Linked DNA regions of Anas platyrhynchos: region 2 is linked to region 1. The links are chromatin contacts, called in public Hi-C maps. All regions are on one chromosome and are shown on one strand. Each heading gives the region's core, a stretch centred on a gene start, on an enhancer-like site or on the middle of the called end of the contact. The rest is flanking DNA. Distances are from core to core; before and after follow the strand shown.

Region 1 (4,010 bases), core at 472-2,971:
ATCCTCTGCTCGCTGCTTGGCCCGTCTTGGTTTGTGCTAAGAGAGGAAGAATGATGTCTAGAAACCAAAACCCAAAAAAAAAAAAAAGGCACGAAATAGTCATGACCGCGGGAAGGAATCCACCATGTCACTGTCACAGAAAATCCTCCCTATCTCTTGCTCTATTCAACGTCTTCATCATGCAAAGGTGCCTAAAAACGAGATCGACCAAATGCGGCGTTTGGCCTTGATTGTAGCACTACTGCTCGACCAGTCCGCTCGTTACACCAGGGTAATTTCCACGTCCTCTATCTTCTCTGTTGGCCGGCGATGATGCTGCGTAGGGGGCGGTGGGGCTGCTCGCACCTGAAACAGCCAGAAAATGCCAGTAAATATCCCCAAACTCAACGTTTCACAACCTGCAGAGAGCACTGCTGCAATTTTGGGCTCTTTGTGATACTGTCCCGTCACCAGGCTCAGGTGGCTTTTCTCCAGCACGACTGGCAATCGTGGTGGTGCAAGCATCTATTTATTCTGCCTGCACATTAATGAAGTTATTTTTGCTCCTGGCCGAGCATTTCCTTGGGATTTAACAGGGTTTAAAGGGTGTTTAAAGTCCATGCAGGGTTTTTATCACGTTTTCAGAACACATCAGAATGACTCGCTATGAAAAACATGAATTGTGGAGTATGAAACAGCTGCGCAGCCCTGGTTGGTACTGTCAGCAATACCCTAAAAAACTTCACAATATTTTAAAAACATGCATATTTAAAATGCAATACTACGAGAAATCCCTTTAATTAAGACATGGCACTGTTGTAGTATCTTGAAAAGACACTCAGCTGCAAGAAACAAATTAAGTAAATACAAATCTACAAAATGAAAGAGTTGAATCAGTCATTTCACCAGAGAATATGATAACTTGCAACTTCTCCGTTCAGTATTTAAATGTTTAATAATGCAGCACTGTTATCTTTCATCTGTATTTCACTAAGGCTAACTCACTGACTGCTGGAATATTTGAATATTATTGAATATTCATTCAAAAAATACTTCTTCTGCAAACTCATTCATTAAAAATGTTAGGAAAACACAAATATTAGATCTTAATGTGATTTGTTGCAGGACTTTGAAATCCTCAAAATGTGATTCAAAGTTAACCTTAGCGGATGAACTTTGCAAGACTGAAGTGATGAAATTTTTCCTTTCCTTTCCTGGCAGGAGCTCTCTGTCTAAGCAGCAAAGGCATCACAAAACGTACAGGATATCACTGTTAAGAAATTTTTAATTCAAAATTCTCAAATCAAGCAGTTTGGAAAAAAAATAGCCCTAAATGCAACAAAGCTCCAAGGCTTGCATATTACATCAAACTGCCAGTGAGCAGATTTGTCTGCCAGCACATTGTGTGGCTGGGAACACAACCTCTGGAAAAAAAAAAAACACAAAACATTTGTACAAATCATACGATTAAACTGTTCTGGCATTTATTCACCACCTCTTTATTGGTTCTGCTCAGTGGGTATTACGTGTGGCAACAGCAGAAGTAATCTCCCAAAGCCTCGCAAGGTGGTGTGCGTTTATTGACTAACATCTACATTATAGACGTAACAATTTCCTCCCAGCTTACATTTCACAATTCATGTGCCTCACAAAGAGACACGAAGCTATTACAGCTACCAAGGCAGACGCAGAAGGGCAGGCTGGATACAAAGGGGCCAGATAAAATTCAAGGTCATTTTTAAGCCCAGTCAGGGACTTATTGTTTAAACAAGCGCAGCTTTGTTTTGTTCCAGTACCCACTTATCTCCAATAGCTCTCGTGTCCCACAGCTTTCTGACACATCTGTGGTATTATCAAAGGGGAGTGAGCAGACCTTTCCTCGCACCATTCTCCCGAGATGCTCTATTATTACACGGAGTAATTGGATTTGCAGGGCACCGAGAGCCAAACCATCAGGTGTTGTATCACAGGCCACGGGAATTCCACCGCCCTGAATGCCCCTGCATGTGTTTTACCTGGGCTAGCGACATGACCCAGCTTTAAAACCTGGTAACATCGACAAAAAAAACAGCATTTGAAACTCACAGGTCGCAGTTTGCCGTATGAAGTTTCAGGAGGAAGTCGGGGAGGCTGGGAGAATCCAGGGGACTCTGAGCTGAAGCTGTTTTCTGAAAGAGAAAGCGTCAACACACCACCAACCGGTCACTCAATATTGCCGAGTAAGATTTATGGTGCAAAAAAAGCTTTTTTTTTTGTTGTTTTCCTGAAATACCAACATTTTAAATAGAGCATTGAGCTGAACTGTTTCTCTGGCTATCACAAAACTTCTTACCGTTAGTCGACGGCGATCTGGGGAAGTACTGGGACCCTCTTTTATCTGGACTATGGTAGGGGCTCGTGGGAGGCTGGTCGTACAGCGGCAGCGGCGGGAGGGCGTTGTTGGGCTTCGGAGTCGGGGATACCTGCGTGAGAGAGAGGTAAAGCCTTACTCCTCCACGGTTTTTATCTACACACCACGGCACAAGAAGCTCTCTGGGGCATTATCATGCTAGGAACTTTCATCTGGAGAAAAACTATCCGACAAAAGCGCTGTCGGGTACACCAGAGGAGGACAGCCAAGATATCCAACAGCGATTACAGATCTATCTTTAAATCACAGGTTGCCACCGAGCAGAAATTTTCATCCTTTCCCAGGTATAATTTAGACGGGCTTTTTGAAGGTTATCTGAAAAAAAAAAAGCCATTTGGCCAAACGTGCCTCTCCACACATACACAAAAATGTGATAAAAGCGATCTGACTGCTCAGTTCTGTTTGTGCTGTTAAAATGTTGAGAAAAACAGAAGCAATAACATTCCTGCATGTAACTGGGACAAAGAATATGAAACAAAATTAGCATTGGTATTGTATGGACGTGCAAAGTTTGTCCAAAAAGCACCATGAATGTCTCTTTGGTTACCTCTGACAGCCCCGAGGCATTCCTACCCATTTAAATACAGGCAGCACTTCGGCATTTTTATCTCAAATGAAGTGAAGCTCAGTCAGAACAGAGGAACTCAGCGTGCCCAGGAATGCAGCTGAACACTCCTCTGTCTTCGTGGTCTTCTCAAATCAAAGAATAAAACACTGGAGAAATGTCTGTAGGACACATGGAAGTCCAGTTTCCAGCACCACAGTTACAGAAGGCGCCTGATTTTCTACTGTAGCGTGGGGATTACAGAACTACACTGAAATGAGGACATTTTGGCAAAAAGTACTGTGCTACAATATTCAGCAGCATTCTCCCTTCAAAAATTGAGAAGACGCAGACCAGCTTTAAGTATGAAAACATTAAATTAGGGCTAAGAGAGCCTGTAATTCTCTTTTTGCCAGGTTCTGTTCGATGTCTCAGTCCATGCCATGAATTAATTACAAGAAGGAGACTGCGAATTTTCTCCTTGGCTCATTTCCTTTCTACCCAAATACTTTCCTTTATTCACAAATCTGCTGCATTTGCCAAAACACATCAGTTGGTAATTATTAGGCTGGGTAAGGAGCTAAAAGGTAAGCATTCACTTTTTTATTTTTTCTTAATTTGTTCTATTTTTTTTTTTCTGTTAAAGAAGCAGCAGATCCTTGTAGTCTTGCAAAACTTCCCAAATTGGGTGATTTCTAAATCACATTTTCATAATATCAAGTACATTACTAGCCAAAGGAAAAGCTCAAGATTGTCAAAGCTTGTCACTGAGTGAAAAGGGTTAGTGTGCGGAGGGTAAAATTTCCTACAGGAACATGCCCTAACAAACTAACACCACTCATACAACTCTCCAAGTACCTGAATATCTCCAATCCACTGAGTCTCTCCATTTTCTGAGGCCGTAAGCTCTTCAACTAACACTGATGGGAATACCCCAACACGTCCGTTGAATTCTCCTTCCCAAAACCCATCATCGTCTTGATTCTCCTTGTTCAAGATGCGGATGATCGCCCCTTCTGGGAAGGACAGCTCATCATCTGTCTGGCCCTCGTAGTCATAAAGTGCTTTTACAAAACA
Region 2 (4,010 bases), core at 909-3,408, 400 kb after region 1:
CCACCAATGTCCCCACCAAGCCCTGTCCCCAAGCACCACGTCCAACCTCTCCTTGAACACCCCCAGGGACGGGGACTCCCCCACCTCCCTGGGCAACCCGTCCCAAGGCCTGAGCGCTCTTGCTGAGCAGAAATGGCTCCTCATTGCCAACCTGAGCCTCCCCTGGCACAACTCGAGGCCGTTCCCTCTGCTCCTGGCCCTGCTTCCCTGTGAGCAGAGGCTCCAGGGCCTCGATGTCCTTCTGGGAGTGAGGGGCCCGAAGCTGAACCCAACACTCGAGGGGCGGCCTCAGCAGGGGGATGAGCACCTCAGCTCGGTGCCATACACAAACTTACTGAGGGTGCTCTCAGTTCCCTCATCCAAATCATCTATAAAGACATGTGACAAAAAAAAAAAAAAAAAAAAAAAAAAAAAAAATATTGCAGTGTCCTGGCCCCACTGATGTCCTTGGGCCCATTCCCATCCCCTCCTCACCTGCCCAAGGGCTCCTGTGGGGCACAAGGAGGCTGAGGCAAAATTTGGGGGTGCAAAGAGTTGGTACAAAGGCGATTCCTCAAGGGACGACGTCCCGATCCCCCCTGCTCCTTCACTGCTCCACTTGGTCGTGTGAGATGTGTGAACAGTTTCAGAAATCCCTCATTTTACACCCAAAACTCCAAGCATCGCTAACACAGCCCCAAGGCGCCTCCTGGGAGCCTACCTGGAGGAAGTCTCCAAGTGGGTTTCTCCAAGCTGGAAGTCTCCAAGTGGGTTTCTCCTAATTAGCTCCACCTGATTACTACAAAAATTTGGGCAAAGCCACAAATTCGGTCCTCCTCCACAAGCATTTGAGGCCACCTCCCTTCTCCCACCCTCCCAGCTTTGCCAGCTGTAAAGAAAAGCGACCCCTTAAAGTCCCCAAATCACCGTTTCCAGCCACCGTGCCCCAAATTTATCCCAGGCAGCTCAAAAATAACACCAAAAAACAGACAGTTTGCAACAAAAATAAATAAATCAGCCCCCCAAATCCTGCACCACCACCGTGTTCGTCCCCAGAGGAGAGCTGAGCGATTCGGGGAGGTTTTTATGGCCTTGCTTTTGGTTTTAAGGTCCCGACGCCTGCCACGGCTTCCCGCTGCCCTGATTTTTTGCTCCCTGCAGGTTTTACTTCTGCTCTTTTCCACCTTTTTTTTTGTCTCTTCTCGGAATAAACTTGTCAAGGAGACAAATTATCCCAGCCCCGTGCGCAGAAGAAAACCTTTTGGGGCTCCATCGCACCAAACGCAGCGCCCGGCCGAGGGTCCGATCAACATTGGCCTCAAATGAATTAAATTTTCAGCCAAAGTTTGACCTAAGAAAGTCTTTTTTTTACCAATTTATGGCAGAACAAATTTTACCAATTTATGGCTGTAAAGCCAGCGCTGGAGGGAGGGGAGGGGAAAGGTTTTTATAGTAAAAAGCCGGAATCAATGATTTTTTTTTGCCTTTAGGGCTGCTGAAAGCTTAATAAACATCTTAATTATCAGCCCATATATTAATTCCATATTAATATTAATTATCACCCTGCTTATAAATAACTTGGTTGGGATTTTAACGCCTGCACAGCGGGAATAGACACAATTTATGTGTGTGTGTATGGCTTTTACGGACGAGGAGCAGAGGATAAGAGGAGCTGGGTTTTGGGGCTGCCGCCCCCTCTCCGTCACCCCAAATTTGTGCTTATGGCACCCATGGGACCCCCACCTGTGGCAGCAGCAGCGACAGACCCCCAAAAAAAAAAAAAAAAAACAGCACCCGTGCCACGAGCTCAGTGTTTTTTAGGGTTTTTTTTTCCCAGCTTTTCCCCATGGGCACCGCAGGGGGGATTAAAGCTCGGCGAGGTCAGGGGGGGCTCAGGGTTTGGAGCCGCAACCTCCTCACGGATCCCCCGCTCCTCCCAGCCCTGCTTTTTTTTTGGGATTTCGCATCGGGGCAGGCGAATCTCAACCCAACCCCGACCCCACAGCTGCTTTTAGGGCCGCAGGCGATGCGGGGGCCATCCGCAGCATCGCCCCCCTGCACCAACATCCCCAGGGCATCCCTCCTGGCTGCACCACCGTGCCCAGCGACCCCAAAACCTGATCCCAAAACCATCGTGGTCCTTTGGGGACTCTGCAGCTCTTTAGGCCGCGTTCCCCGAGCAGGACTACAGCTCCCGAAGCCCCGTGCGTGTGGGTAGGGACGGGCAGCGGGAGCAGAGCGCAACCCTTAGCGGGGACCCGCCGTGCTGCTGCCGCTCGGTGAGGGGTGCCCAGGGGGGTTTTGGGGGTTTTGGGAGGGTTTGGGGGGGAACGGGGATGGGGAGAGGGAAGGGGAGAGTCAGGGGATGGGGGTAGCGGGGATGGGGTGAAAAGGGATGGGGTGAAAAGGGGAGAGGGGTGGTAGGGGATGGGGGACAGGGGGATGGGGAAACTGGGGAGGGGGTAAAAAGGGGGTTTTGTGGGGTAAAAAGGGGGTTTTGTGGGGTAAAAAGTGATAAAAGTGTCCGGGGATGGGGTTCCAAAGGGATGGGGGTCCTAGGAGTTAGGGTAGCGGGGGATAGGGGTGCTAGGGACGGGGTACGAGGGGGTGGGAGATAAGGGGGTGGTGGGATCGGGCTGGGATTAATGGGGTGGGGGTGCAGGGATGGGGTACAAGGGGATAAAAGTGCCGGGGATGGGGTTAAAAGGGGATGGGGTACAAGGGGGTGGGGTACAGGGGGATGGGGATATGGGGTGGTGCTCGGGGCCCCGGGGAGCAATGATTTCACGGCCTCATTAAGGACTAATTTCCATCCAGGCAGGGAAAACAAACGAGCGGGGGCCGTGGAAAGTTACCGGGGGGGGATTCGGGGGGGTGGTTACCTCCTCGGGATGATAATCCCTAAATCCCGAGGAGATTATAGGGGCACGGAGCAAGGTGGCCGGAGCTCTCCCCGCCCGAGCGCTCCCCAGATTACCAAACCCCAAAAAGGGGGACAGGGAACGGGGTGCAGGCAAACAGGGAGCTGCTCCCCTAACCCCACTGTTTCCCCTCGACCCTACAGATCCCAAAAACCACCCCGTGGCCATGGCGTTGGTGAAGAGCGGCTGGCTTTGGCGGCAGAGTGAGTGGGGAGCTTTGGGGTGCCGGGGGGGGGATCACAGAGAGGAGAGGAACCCCAAGAGCACGGATGGGGCCGTTCCGCATCCTACAGAGCAGCACGGAGGCATCCTATAGGTTTTTTTTGGCAGCTTTTTGGGGTTTGCTCCAAGCGCATCACCGAAACCACCTGGCCGCGCTGTCGGGGTCGTCACCGCCGCCAGGCGTCCCCGGGGGGATTTGGGGGACGGCGTTGGCTGCACCCCAAATGGGGTGGGACTGCACGATCCTACAAATCCCGCTCGATCCCTTTTAGGCTCGATCCTACGGCGCTGGAAGAGGAACTGGTTCGTGCTGTACCTGGACGGCAGCCTGCTCTACTACCACGACCAGACGCAGCGCGACATGGACGGCCGCCTGCACATCAAGCACAGCTGCCGCGACGTCAGGATCGGCCCCGAGTGCCGAGGCGAGCAACTCCCCCCGGCCCCAAAACCCTCTGTCCCCAAAACCTTCTGTCCCCAAAACTTTTGGTCCCCAAAACCTTCTGTCCCCAACCCCCGTGTCGCCAAACTTCATGTCCCCGTCTTCATGTCCCCAAACCCCGTGTCATCCCCAAGCCCTCATGTCCTGCAAACCCTCGCGTCCCCCAAACCGTCGTGTCCCCACACCCTGTGTCCCCAAAGCCCTGTGTCCCCAAACCTTGTGGTCCCCAAAACCTTCTGTCCCTGAACCCCGTGTCCCCAAACCCCATGTCCCCAAACTTTCTGTCCCTTCCTCGTGTCCCCAAACCTTGTGTCCCCAAACTCCCATGTCCCCCAAACCCTCATGTCCCCAACCCTTCTGTCCCCACACCCTGTGTCCCCAAACCTTGTGGTCCCCTAACCCCGTGTCCCCGAACCCCACATCCCCAAACTCCCTGTCCCCAAACC

Evidence for each region. Hi-C and Micro-C count contacts between places; a contact is called where the count stands out from the background.
Region 2: a contact with region 1 is called in a Hi-C map of skeletal muscle, with 3 times the contacts expected there. The contact joins the promoter of PLEKHB1 here to the enhancer-like site in region 1.

What each region holds. Positions count from the first base shown.
Region 1 is chr1:205,412,425-205,416,434 of IASCAAS_PekinDuck_T2T, forward strand. It overlaps FCHSD2 (FCH and double SH3 domains 2), which reads right to left. Exons shown (of 20, transcript XM_027462102.3): 17 at 3,792-4,010; 18 at 2,312-2,441; 19 at 2,065-2,147; 20 at 1-345. The coding sequence ends at 262. Among named protein-coding and RNA genes, the nearest start is that of RPS3, 11 kb to the left of the region's middle. Within about 2 kb of position 1,722, at least 4 of the 8 cell types and tissues checked have an H3K27ac peak or open chromatin away from gene starts, as enhancers often do.
Region 2 is chr1:205,813,261-205,817,270 of IASCAAS_PekinDuck_T2T, forward strand. It overlaps PLEKHB1 (pleckstrin homology domain containing B1), which reads left to right and starts at 2,159. Exons shown (of 7, transcript XM_027462307.3): 1 at 2,159-2,258; 2 at 3,044-3,103; 3 at 3,395-3,547. The coding sequence starts at 3,067.